Linked DNA regions of Mus musculus: regions 2 and 3 are each linked to region 1. Evidence: chromatin contacts called from public HiChIP or PLAC-seq and promoter capture Hi-C data. All regions are on one chromosome and are shown on one strand. The core of a region is the stretch at or near the end of the contact, and the rest is flanking DNA. Distances in the headings are between cores, read along the strand shown.

Evidence for each region. Promoter capture Hi-C pulls out the DNA fragments that hold promoters and counts their contacts. HiChIP or PLAC-seq counts read pairs in DNA pulled down with a chosen protein or histone mark.
Region 2: a promoter capture Hi-C map of hematopoietic stem and progenitor cells shows a contact between it and region 1. The contact joins the enhancer-like site here to the promoter of H2aj in region 1. A contact is called at or near these places in 10 of 39 promoter capture datasets (the 3T3-L1 cell line, the HPC-7 cell line, cranial neural crest and 7 more), 24 of 484 Hi-C or Micro-C datasets (B cells, the G1E-ER4 cell line, the HL-1 cell line and 16 more), 15 of 115 datasets of contacts at active chromatin or transcription factors (the SCID.adh cell line, double positive thymocytes, effector CD8 T cells and 10 more) and 2 of 9 other capture datasets (adipose tissue and liver).
Region 3: an H3K4me3 HiChIP or PLAC-seq map of the SCID.adh cell line shows a contact between it and region 1, with 5 times the contacts expected there. The contact joins the enhancer-like site here to the promoter of H2aj in region 1. A contact is called at or near these places in 15 of 39 promoter capture datasets (the 3T3-L1 cell line, 3T3-L1-derived adipocytes, the C10 cell line and 7 more), 9 of 484 Hi-C or Micro-C datasets (CD4 T cells, CD8 T cells, adipose-derived mesenchymal stem cells and 5 more), 22 of 115 datasets of contacts at active chromatin or transcription factors (the 230-238 cell line, the HPC-7 cell line, the NIH/3T3 cell line and 16 more) and 3 of 9 other capture datasets (adipose tissue, liver and macrophages).

What each region holds. Positions count from the first base shown.
Region 1 is chr6:136,806,836-136,810,037 of GRCm38.p6, forward strand. It overlaps H2aj (H2J.A histone), which reads left to right and starts at 1,413. Exons shown (of 1, transcript NM_177688.4): 1 at 1,413-3,202. The coding sequence starts at 1,505. The coding sequence ends at 1,894.
Region 2 is chr6:136,466,740-136,470,082 of GRCm38.p6, forward strand. The region is part of intron 1 of Gm36897 (predicted gene, 36897); the gene reads left to right. Among named protein-coding and RNA genes, the nearest start is that of Gm36897, 4.7 kb to the left of the region's middle. Within about 2 kb of position 1,967, at least 387 of the 459 cell types and tissues checked have an H3K27ac peak or open chromatin away from gene starts, as enhancers often do. A contact at or near this core is called in B cells, the G1E-ER4 cell line, the HL-1 cell line and 31 more, where this site is marked.
Region 3 is chr6:136,429,866-136,433,284 of GRCm38.p6, forward strand. No RefSeq gene overlaps it. Among named protein-coding and RNA genes, the nearest start is that of E330021D16Rik, 16 kb to the left of the region's middle. Within about 2 kb of position 1,451, at least 34 of the 459 cell types and tissues checked have an H3K27ac peak or open chromatin away from gene starts, as enhancers often do. A contact at or near this core is called in CD8 T cells, the HPC-7 cell line and the SCID.adh cell line, where this site is marked.

The DNA of each region.
Region 1 (3,202 bases), core at 163-2,662:
CCCAGGCTGGTGGCTGCACACAACTTTAATCCCAGCATTAGGGAGGCAGGCAGATCTCTGAGTTGAAGGCCAGCCTGGTTTTTATAGTGAGTTCCACGGCTGCCAGGGCTACAGGAAGAAAAGTCTCAAAAACTAAAACAAATAGAAAACCTACAAAGCTTCTTTTGCAGCTAGCTCTCCAGGTGGGTGTGTCAAGGAGCAGATGACGAAAGCTCGTTCTAGGAGGGCAGAATTCAGCCAAGGAGCTATGGCTGAGCCGGAATTGCTGTGGCACTCACAAGCACAGACCCTGGAGTCAGATAGTCAGATTTGAAAGTCGCCCCTGGCTATACTGGAGACTAATTTCCATGAGTATGGTATGAGGGAACAGAGGTGCTCTTCTCTGGGCTTCCGGTTTTTGATTGTTTCCAGGTAGTTTCTCTCTTAGGCCAGGCTCAATTCAAGTTCTCCATACTCCTGCATCAGCTGGGTTTATAGGCACTGAACACCATAGTCTGCTTACTGTTGTATTTTATTTAAAAAAAAAAAAAAAAAGCCGGGGACGTTTGGTGGAGGAGCGTTATTGTGCACGTAGGGGGTAGAGGGGGTGCGGCCCATGCTGAGGTACCAGCCACAGGACGGTATAGTAGTTTATTTAGGGCATGAGGTGAGTTGAGGGGGTAGTAGCGAGAGCGAGAGAGAGAGAGAGAGCGAGAGCGAGAGCGAGAGCGAGAGAGAGAGAGAGAGAGAGAAAAGGCCGAGGGGGTGTGCGGGTGGAGGCCGGCCATGAACACGTGGAGAGAGGGGTAGGGGAATGGGAGAGAAGGGACAGAGGGCTAAGAGAGTAAGAAAGCAAGAGAAAAGTGTGGGTGTGTGTGTGGGGGGGGGCAAGCAGCTTCTTTTACAGTGGGTCAGGCACACCTGGCTGCTGCCAGGTAACTGTGGGGCGGAGCCTAGAAGAAATGCCAACACCATCATTTTTATTTTTTGAGATAAGGTCTCACTTCCTAGCTTGGTCTATAACGCACAAAGTAGCCCAGGCTGTCTTTGTATTGGTAATCCTCCTACTTCAGCTCTTTCTCCCTCCAAAAGCTAGGATTACTGATTTGAACCAAGTATGGCTTTGCTTAACTCCCCGTTTTCGCTGCCCTCCCTCCGTTCCTTCCTTATTAGGCTGGTATGGATCTTGGAATATCTACAGCTGACCTTAGGCTCCGGGCAATCTTGTATCGGCTACCCTAGTGCTGGGATTGCAGACTCGAACCACCCAGTTAACTACATCCTGGCAGCCAATCCCAACAAGTTTGAGGATGCCTGTGAACTATGTAAATTAGGACTAGAAATTTGAGCTTTTGATTGGGAGACATCTGGATGGGCGGGGGCTCTGCTTCCGCGAGCTGATTGGGTACGGTACCTGCCTGTCACGGGCGGCAGCGGCTGCAGTTTGGCGAGGCAGTTCCGGGGTGGCGCGCGTCGTCCCGGAACTGAGCGAGCCGGTGTTGGAGTTCCAGGCGCGGGGTCGAGCATGTCCGGGCGAGGCAAGCAGGGCGGTAAGGTGCGCGCCAAGGCCAAGTCGCGCTCGTCGCGCGCGGGCCTGCAGTTCCCCGTGGGCCGCGTTCACCGGCTGCTGCGGAAGGGCAACTACGCGGAGCGCGTGGGCGCGGGAGCGCCCGTGTACCTGGCGGCGGTGCTGGAGTACCTGACGGCCGAGATCCTGGAGCTGGCGGGCAACGCGGCGAGGGACAACAAGAAGACGCGCATCATCCCTCGTCACCTGCAGCTGGCCATCCGCAACGACGAGGAGCTCAACAAGCTGCTGGGCCGTGTGACCATCGCGCAGGGCGGCGTCCTGCCCAATATCCAGGCCGTGCTGCTGCCCAAGAAGACGGAGAGCCAGAAGGTGAAGAGCAAGTGAACCCGACAGACGGGTGCAGAGCCCGCCCGCCACAGTCCGCAGCCAATAAAGTCGGTGAAAAGCGAGTAATCTAGAGAGCTGTGTAGTCGCGGGACCGAGGGGGTGTTGGGTGGGGACGAGTTCCAACTTTGAGCGTGACGCAGGCCACCTGTGTGGCCATGTGCGAGCCGGAGGAACCCAGCGGGTGGATTGGGAGAGCCCCGTCGCATCACCGTGGGCAGGAGAAGCGGACCTAGTGCCCAGAGGCTACTCTGGAATTGGCTTTGCCTAACTCCCCAGTCTTAGGGAAAAGTGGTAGGGAAGGTGTTGCGAGCTGTGAACAAGAAGTTGCCTCGCTTGTCATACATAGGAAGGTTGAGCTATATGTACCCTAGCCATTTGGAAAAGACAGGAACTTGGGATCCTTGGTGGGTGCTAGTTATTTATGGTAGTATTTAAGCTAATAGATGTTACGTATTCGTGATCTGAATGCCAGCCATCTTCACATTGCACACTTGTGTTCAATATTCTTTATAATGAAGTAACTTGTGCAATACGGAAGTGAGTCACGAAGTTTGCGCTCTGGATGGTGTTGCGTAACAGCGGGGCCCTCGGTCTTAAGTAGTGTATGTTTAGCAGCTCCTAAAATGATCTTCTCTTGGTGCTTGCGGTGGTGTTACCCCTCATCCCTGCATTTGGGAAGTAGAACGCCTTTCGTGGCTAGATAGCGAGTTTGTGGCCGTTTCTGAACTACATTAGACCGTGTCTCAAAATATGTTTCTGTCTCCCCTCGAGTTTTAGCTGCATGGCAGCCTCTTATCCAGCACTGATTCTGAGAATCAGCCTGATTTTACTTAAAAGCAAAACCGATTTTTTTTTTTTTTTTTTAGGGGTGACTGTTAGCTTTCCTGGGATCAGGTTTCTTCTTTTCCGTAACTGTTGAGTTGGGTGATGGCGCCTCAAGGAAGGAAAGGGTCGTGTGAGTTAACGTAACGCGGAGAGCCAAACCCCAGGGCCCTGGAAATGCGATTCTTGCCTTGGTCATTCCGTTTCCTGCTCACTCAGTAACCATCATTCTGTTAGCAGGAGCCACAAAACATCCCATGCTACGGAGGTTTCACTCTGGGTTCTTCCCCTCCACCCCCGGGGGGGAGTCAGAGTTCAAGTCTTCCTCTTCATTTGCAGTATTTCCCCTCGAAATTTATTTCATTCCCAGTATTGGTATGACGTCTACACCACGTGCTAGTAACTGAGGGTACAGCTGTGAATGAGGCCAGCTAGGTCTCACTGTCCCGAACACGTGGTCCCCCCCCCATGGTTTCTGAAGAC
Region 2 (3,343 bases), core at 717-3,216, 340 kb before region 1:
AAAGAGCCCACTGGACCATCAGAAGGCCAGAGGCCATACCTTAATTTCTACCTTTCTAGAATCCCCTCTAAGGTTTCACATTCTGGAAAGTTCTATATAGATATTTTGTGCCTTCCTACAATAATTACTTAGCACTCCTGAATCTCAGAGGACCAAATTCAATGGATGCATTCACATTTATCTCATACCCATTTTCAGGATTCCGGGAAACCAAAGGTACCTACAGCAGACTCTATCCGGCAGAGAGAGAGGAAGGGAGCAGGAAGGGAGCAAGTGTCAACCTTCCCTTTCTTATAAATAAATAGCTTCTCTAGGTTGCCTGCTACAATTGGCCTTTTCCCAGAACTTTATGCTCCACTGAAATTACTTAAATAAACAACTTTGGGTTTTGTTTTGCAAAATGCAGGGTTTCATGTACCTCAGACCGGCCTCAAACTGCTTACATAACCTTGAACTCCTGATCAACACACCCACCTCCTGAGGGTTGCTGCCACTCACCACCTTCGCGACTCTGGTTCTTAACACAGGAGAAAAAAGGCTGTTCCCAGCCCTTGACTCCGGATTTAGGGCTAAACTTTAACTAATTAATTTATAGTTAATCCCATGAACTATTATAGAAGCATTTCAAATGCCATGCATAGGAATAAGAAGAGATGCATATGAAACAGGCAGAATGAAGCATCCTCAGCTAGGCGGCCAGGCATTTTGGGTTTGGACAAGAAACTGCTCAGCAGCTTTCTGACAGCTTCACACACTACCTGAACTGGCCAGCAGAGGGCGACGAGGGAGCCGTCAGACACAACATGGAGCCACACCCAGATCATGGTTGCTTTTTCTAGTGTCTCTTCCGGAGTTCTCAAAAAAACTCGAAATAAGAAATTCTTGTCAAAGAAAAAAGAATGAGAGAAATCGAGACGATCTTTTTATTGAGATAATAGCATAAACATACGACTACTGGGCATTTTCAAGTGGACAAACCTGGGGGAATTTCACTTCAGCATCATGCTACATGCCTGTCTAATCCCAGACATAAGAAACGCCTGCGTGTGATATAGCTAAAATTCACAAATCTCTCAGCAGTGTTTTGACCTGAATCTGTCACATCCCCACTTTGCCCCTACCCACATTCTGGGAAGAATCCTGCTCTTCCCTCACCCGGCAACCCCCAGTCAGCCTCCTGTATCTTACAGTTCACACCATCTGATCCAGGGGTAAAGTTACAACTGGAAAAACAAACCCATCTGCGTCCTTCAGTTCTTCCTCTGGCACGTCTACAGTTGCGGAAGGCAGTGAGCACAGATACTGTTCCCCAGCTCTGAATGGTAATAAAAATTATCAAATTCTTTTACCTTACAGTTAATGAAATGGAAATGAGCAATGAACTCTACCCAAAACCTTAAGTCAGTGATGAGAAATGTAGTTGTTTCTGGGCCTGTCTGAGCATCATTTGAAGCGCACCATGTTAACTGATAAGATAACAACTCAGAAATAACTAATATCATAAAGCCAAAAGGCTTACAACCTAGATCCATTAAAAAAAAAAGAATTTAATTTAATCTACTTCATAGTTTTTTTGTTTTGTTTTGTTTTGGGGGGGTTGTTTGTTTTGTTTTTTAAGAAAAAGGGAATGGGGGTGGGGTGGGTGGGAGATTGTTGTAGGACACTGGATTGAGGGAGGGCGGGAGGTGTAGAGAATGGGGCGGTTCCGCCCTAACAAAGAGGCAGAAACTGTGTCTCAACAGCCACCAAATCCAGTTCAGGGCGGTTTGAGCCAGTTTCTGAGCTGGATTGAGAACAACAGCCACAGGCTGAGACTTCACTAGGGTGAAATGGAAAATCTAGCATGGATTTTACAGACAGACCTGAACTGGACGGGGACTTGCTGGAACCTAAACCCAGTTCCTGGGGTGGCAAAGTCAGATGAAATACCAGGCCTGGTGCCGGATCGGTTGCATATCATCGCAGAGAAAGTTCAGAGTCGGGACTCTCTGTTGAGATCCGGTCCACATTTTCCCTCCTGCTGCTTCTGACTGTAGCTGGTGAGGGAAAAAGGGCCCCAGGATATCAGTTTTCAGAGAGCTGGCCAAGGCCTTGGGGGGAGGGGAGGACTTTGCGGCCTGGTTTATTGCCTGTGCTGGAGAGTGGGGGCGGGGAGGGAGGTAGGAGGGTCTGAAACACTGAGAGGAGCACTTCACACCCTGCATGCAGTTCACACCATTTTCCAACACCTATGTTTGCATATCTTTGCAAAGCACAAAACACACAACCCCCCCATGCCTATGGTACACCCGGCTAACAATTGGATGACAACATCTTCTGCCCCAGGCGTTGACAATGCATGTGCCCAGTTGGGCCAAAGTGCTCTCCTTCTGTGTCCCCAAATACACACATGCTGTACACACCTCAACTCAAAGCAACAGCAATCTCAGACGACACTGGAATGATGGTTAAGTCTTTGACCGGCTCCCCTCCCCCAGCTGGTTGTCCAGCAGCCCCCAGGGTGAGCGACTCCAGGAGCAGCTGCCACCCAGTTGAACCGGATGTCGTCCAGTGTGCACTTCCTAAGGCCACACAGGGGTCAGAGGATTCCCAGACAGCTACCACCCCTCCACCTTAAAAATCTCCCAGGACTTTGAGGAGTTCTAGAACCTAGACAAAGCCCAGGTCAGTCTCGTTTGGAAAGGAGGAGGAGGAGTGTGGAACCTCTCCTCTTGAATGTCCCCAAATGGTTGGAATCTTTCAGGGTCAGCAAGGGAGCACCTGGAGTCTTAGAAGCCAGTCTGCTCTGGGAATGGGGGAGGGGAGTTCCTTTGGTGTGTCTGTGGGTGTTGAGACGTTGAGGGAGAAGACTGGGAGACCCAGGGCTGAAATGTCGACATGCCATTCCTTCTGTTACTCTTAGACATCTGGAGAGACGGTTGGAACCCAGCCTACTTTGCATTATTTATGTGTGACCTTTGAAGCAGGGGACGCTTGTTACTGGCAGGCATTCTCTATCTGTTGCTTATTGCACAAGTATTGACTAAGTCCTTACATAGAAATGGCAGTATCAAGTGCGCCGGTATGGACCCTATTTGTTTGTATGGTTGTTGCTTGGCAAAGAGGTGGCTGACTTTACGGAGAGCAGCACTTTTATGTGACGATGTAGTAACCCACAAAAGAGATTAGCAGGAGAAATCATTAGAAGCCCCACACAGTACCATGCATTTCATATCTTACATGAGCCTAGCCACTGTACATCCCTGAGAGCGAACGGCATTGCTGTTCCCATTTTAGAGATGAGAAAAATAAAGTTCGAAAGGATCAGGTAGTGTTACTGATCTATAAAACCTGTCAGAGAAAG
Region 3 (3,419 bases), core at 201-2,700, 380 kb before region 1:
GCACAGATTCCCGACTCTGCGCCATGCACTCTGGGAGTCCCTGGTAAGCTAAGGCTCACCAGAGTCTTAAACCTGCTGCTCTTTCGGAGAGGAGAGTTCATTTCCCAGACCTCTCAGATACCGGAAGCCCCGGCTCCAGGAGGATTCTGGCTTCCACCTGCACCTGCACACACTTAACAAAGTTACACAGAGACACCAACCTACGTAAAGCAAATCTTTTTTAAAAAAAAAAAAACTTTTATCTAACAGAATAAAGAAAATAGCCGGGCATGGTGGCGCAAGCCTTTAATCCCAGCACTTGGGAGGCAGAGGAAGGCAGATTTCTGAGTTCGATGCCAGCCTGGTCTACAGAGTGAGTTCCAGGACAGCCAGAGCTACACAGAGAAACCCTGTCTCGAAAAACCAAAAAGAAAGAAAGAAAGAAAGAAAGAAAGAAAGAAAGAAAGAAAGAAAGAAAGAAAGAAAGAAAGAAAGAAAGGAAGGAAGGAAGGAAGGAAGGAAGGAAGGAAGGAAGGAAGGAAGGAAGGAAGGAAGGAAGGAAGGAAGAAAGAAAGAAAGCTTTACTAAATCATCGTGCAATATGGGGTTTCTGACATTTCAACGTTTACTTAAAAACAAAAACAAAAAACACTTTTTTTTTGTTACATATTTGGCTCTGAAAGAACTCAGTGGGGAAACCCCCACTCAGCTCCCGATTCGGCGTGCACCCAAGAATCACGAATAGAACACAACACCTTGATGTAACAACAAGAGGTATTTTAATGGCGGAGCTCCGGGTCGAAACGTATCTCACACAACAGGAGACAGTGGATTCGACCACGAGGCTTGGAAGCTAGGGGTTTTTATAGAAAAGGAGTGGGGCTGGGGGAGGAATTGGCGCGGTTTCACATGATTGGTCCATTTAAACATCAGCAGCCTGTAACATTTAACTTAGGTCAGAGGGGTGGGAGATAGGGAGGCGATGGGCCTGCCCAGGCATGTCCTGGTCTGTTCTGCTATGTTCTCAGCCCCAGGTTTCAAAGCTCACAAACAACTCTTTGGGCTATTTGACATACATTACATGAATTACAGTTTTATTTCCTTTCAGCTCCAGGCCTTTGTTTTCTGTTTTCAAGAGCTATGTTATCTGTGTATAAAAACCAAACACAGTAATGCCGAACAGTTTATAATTCTTCACTCTTTACACAAAGGCTACGATGAAGGTTCTAACAGATTCCTCCTTTGTCAAATGTGAAAGGTTCACTCTATGGCAAAATCATAACTACCTTAGTATGAATCCTCTAAAAAAATAAATAAATATACTGAGCCTGAAGCAAAGATTAAGTTCTTGACGTTTGGTTTAGGAGGCATAAGCCTGGGGCAGCCAGCAGCTTGAGTAAGAAGATACAAAACGCACACAAGGCCACACTGCAGCATGCTGGCCCCTGCATCAAAAACCACAAAAAGATGGGTGACAGAAGGCAAACCTTGAGCAACAAGTATTTTAAGAGGAAATGGTGCCCTAGCAGAACCCAAGGAATGGAGAAGGGTTCTTATCTCCCTTCCCCTCTCCCTTTTCACCCCATAAACTTGAGTTTCTGTGTCTGTTGTACCATCTGGCTGCTTGCCAGCCATGCAGGCAGTCAAACCCTCTAATACCCTGTATAGCATTGTATCCAAGCCCAAGAGTGGAGCCATCCCTCCCTGTAATTAAAGTTTATGCTAAATAAATTTCTGGAAAGTCTAGGCCAGGTAATAGGAAGTAGACATAGGCTAATTAAGAAAAAAAAAATATATATATATATAGTAAGGAGGACGGATAGAGATGCACAGGAAGTAGACAGGAGAGATGTTCTGTTGGAAGGAGGTTGTTTGAGACCCGGTGCGAGGGCGCATTTCCAGTGGGTCACCTGCTGAGGAGGAGGGCCCACTGGGGGCTTTCCTGGGGGCTTTCCGTGCCTCTGAGCCAGCAAGCTTTCACCTCAGCATCTGGCTCGGGAGTCTTCGTTAGTAAAAACCGAGCAATTGGGATCTGGGTACAAAATAAATATCATTCCTCTCAGTTTGTTTTTCTTTCCCAATGTACAGAAATTTAAAAGAGACCACTTCATCCCGTTCTCAGAGCTAGTGAGTTCACAAACACAGAAAGCCAGCAGCTCCATCCTCCCCACAGGAGCACCTCTGCCCGTTCTTATCTCTCCTGCAGGCCTCTCCAATCTCAGGAATTCCAGAGCAAGGGTCAACGGCCCTCGGGATGCCTGGTACCACAGTAAGTTTCTTTAGCCATCACAAGGGAATTAATTATAAATTATTATACGGGTCCGAGCACTCGAGAGTAAGTGTCACTAGAGTGGGCAATAATACAGTGCTATCAGGTTAGGGCTGGCTGGCACCCCCTACAACCTGTTCAATTCTTTTCTTTTCTTTTCTTTTCCTTTCTTTCTTCCTTTCTCTCTCTCTCTCTTTCTTTCTTTCTTTCTTTCTTTCTTTCTTTCTTAATATACTGACTTGTGTGTGTGCTTTTAAATCTTAGGTATGAAAAAAAATATTTTTCACATTGCAAACTTCTTCTCTGACCCTGGATTATATGTCCAATTAGTCTATGGCATCTTGATAAGGACGAGTTAATTCTAATATAATCAAAAATCTTAATTACTCCAGTGTTTTATTGGAAATGATTACTAAAACCTATCAACTATTTCTTCAAAACAGCTGACTTTTAAAAAATTTATTAATGACTATCTTGATAGTTCTGCTCTTGAACTGTCCTTGAATTCAATAACAAGTCTTAAAACTTAGCAAATCTTTATTATGGATACCTAATTATGAACTAGTTGATTATATTTACTAGTAATTTATTTAATTTCCATACTGGAGTTGACTTTTGCAGTGTCTTTATCAGGGCTGATATTTAATTTAGCTAAAATCCAAAAGTGCATGAGACTGAAGGGATGTTTCAGTATTTAAGAGCCCTGGCTGCTCTGGCAGAGAACCCAGGCTAGGTTCCTAGCACACAGGTAGTGGCTCACACCATCTGTAACTTTCAGAGGATCCAATGTCCCCTTCCACCCTCTTTGGACACCGCTTGTCTGTGGTACACGGACACATTCAGGCAAAACACCCGTACACATAAAATAAAAATAAATAACTCTTTAAAATAAGAGGAAGCCGGACGTGGTGGCGCACGCCTTTTCCCAGCATTTGGGAGGCAGAGGCAGGCGGATTTCTGAGTTCGAGGCCAGCCTGGTCTACAAAGTGAGTTCCAGGACAGCCAGGGCTATACAGAGAAACCCTGTCTCAACAACAAAATAATAATAATAATTATTATTATTATTATTATTATTATTATTATTATTATAAATAATAATAATAATAATAAAAAGAGGAGCAAGGGGAGATTGAGAGCTTTGTCCTGTCCGACCAATGCCAAAGGTCTCAGT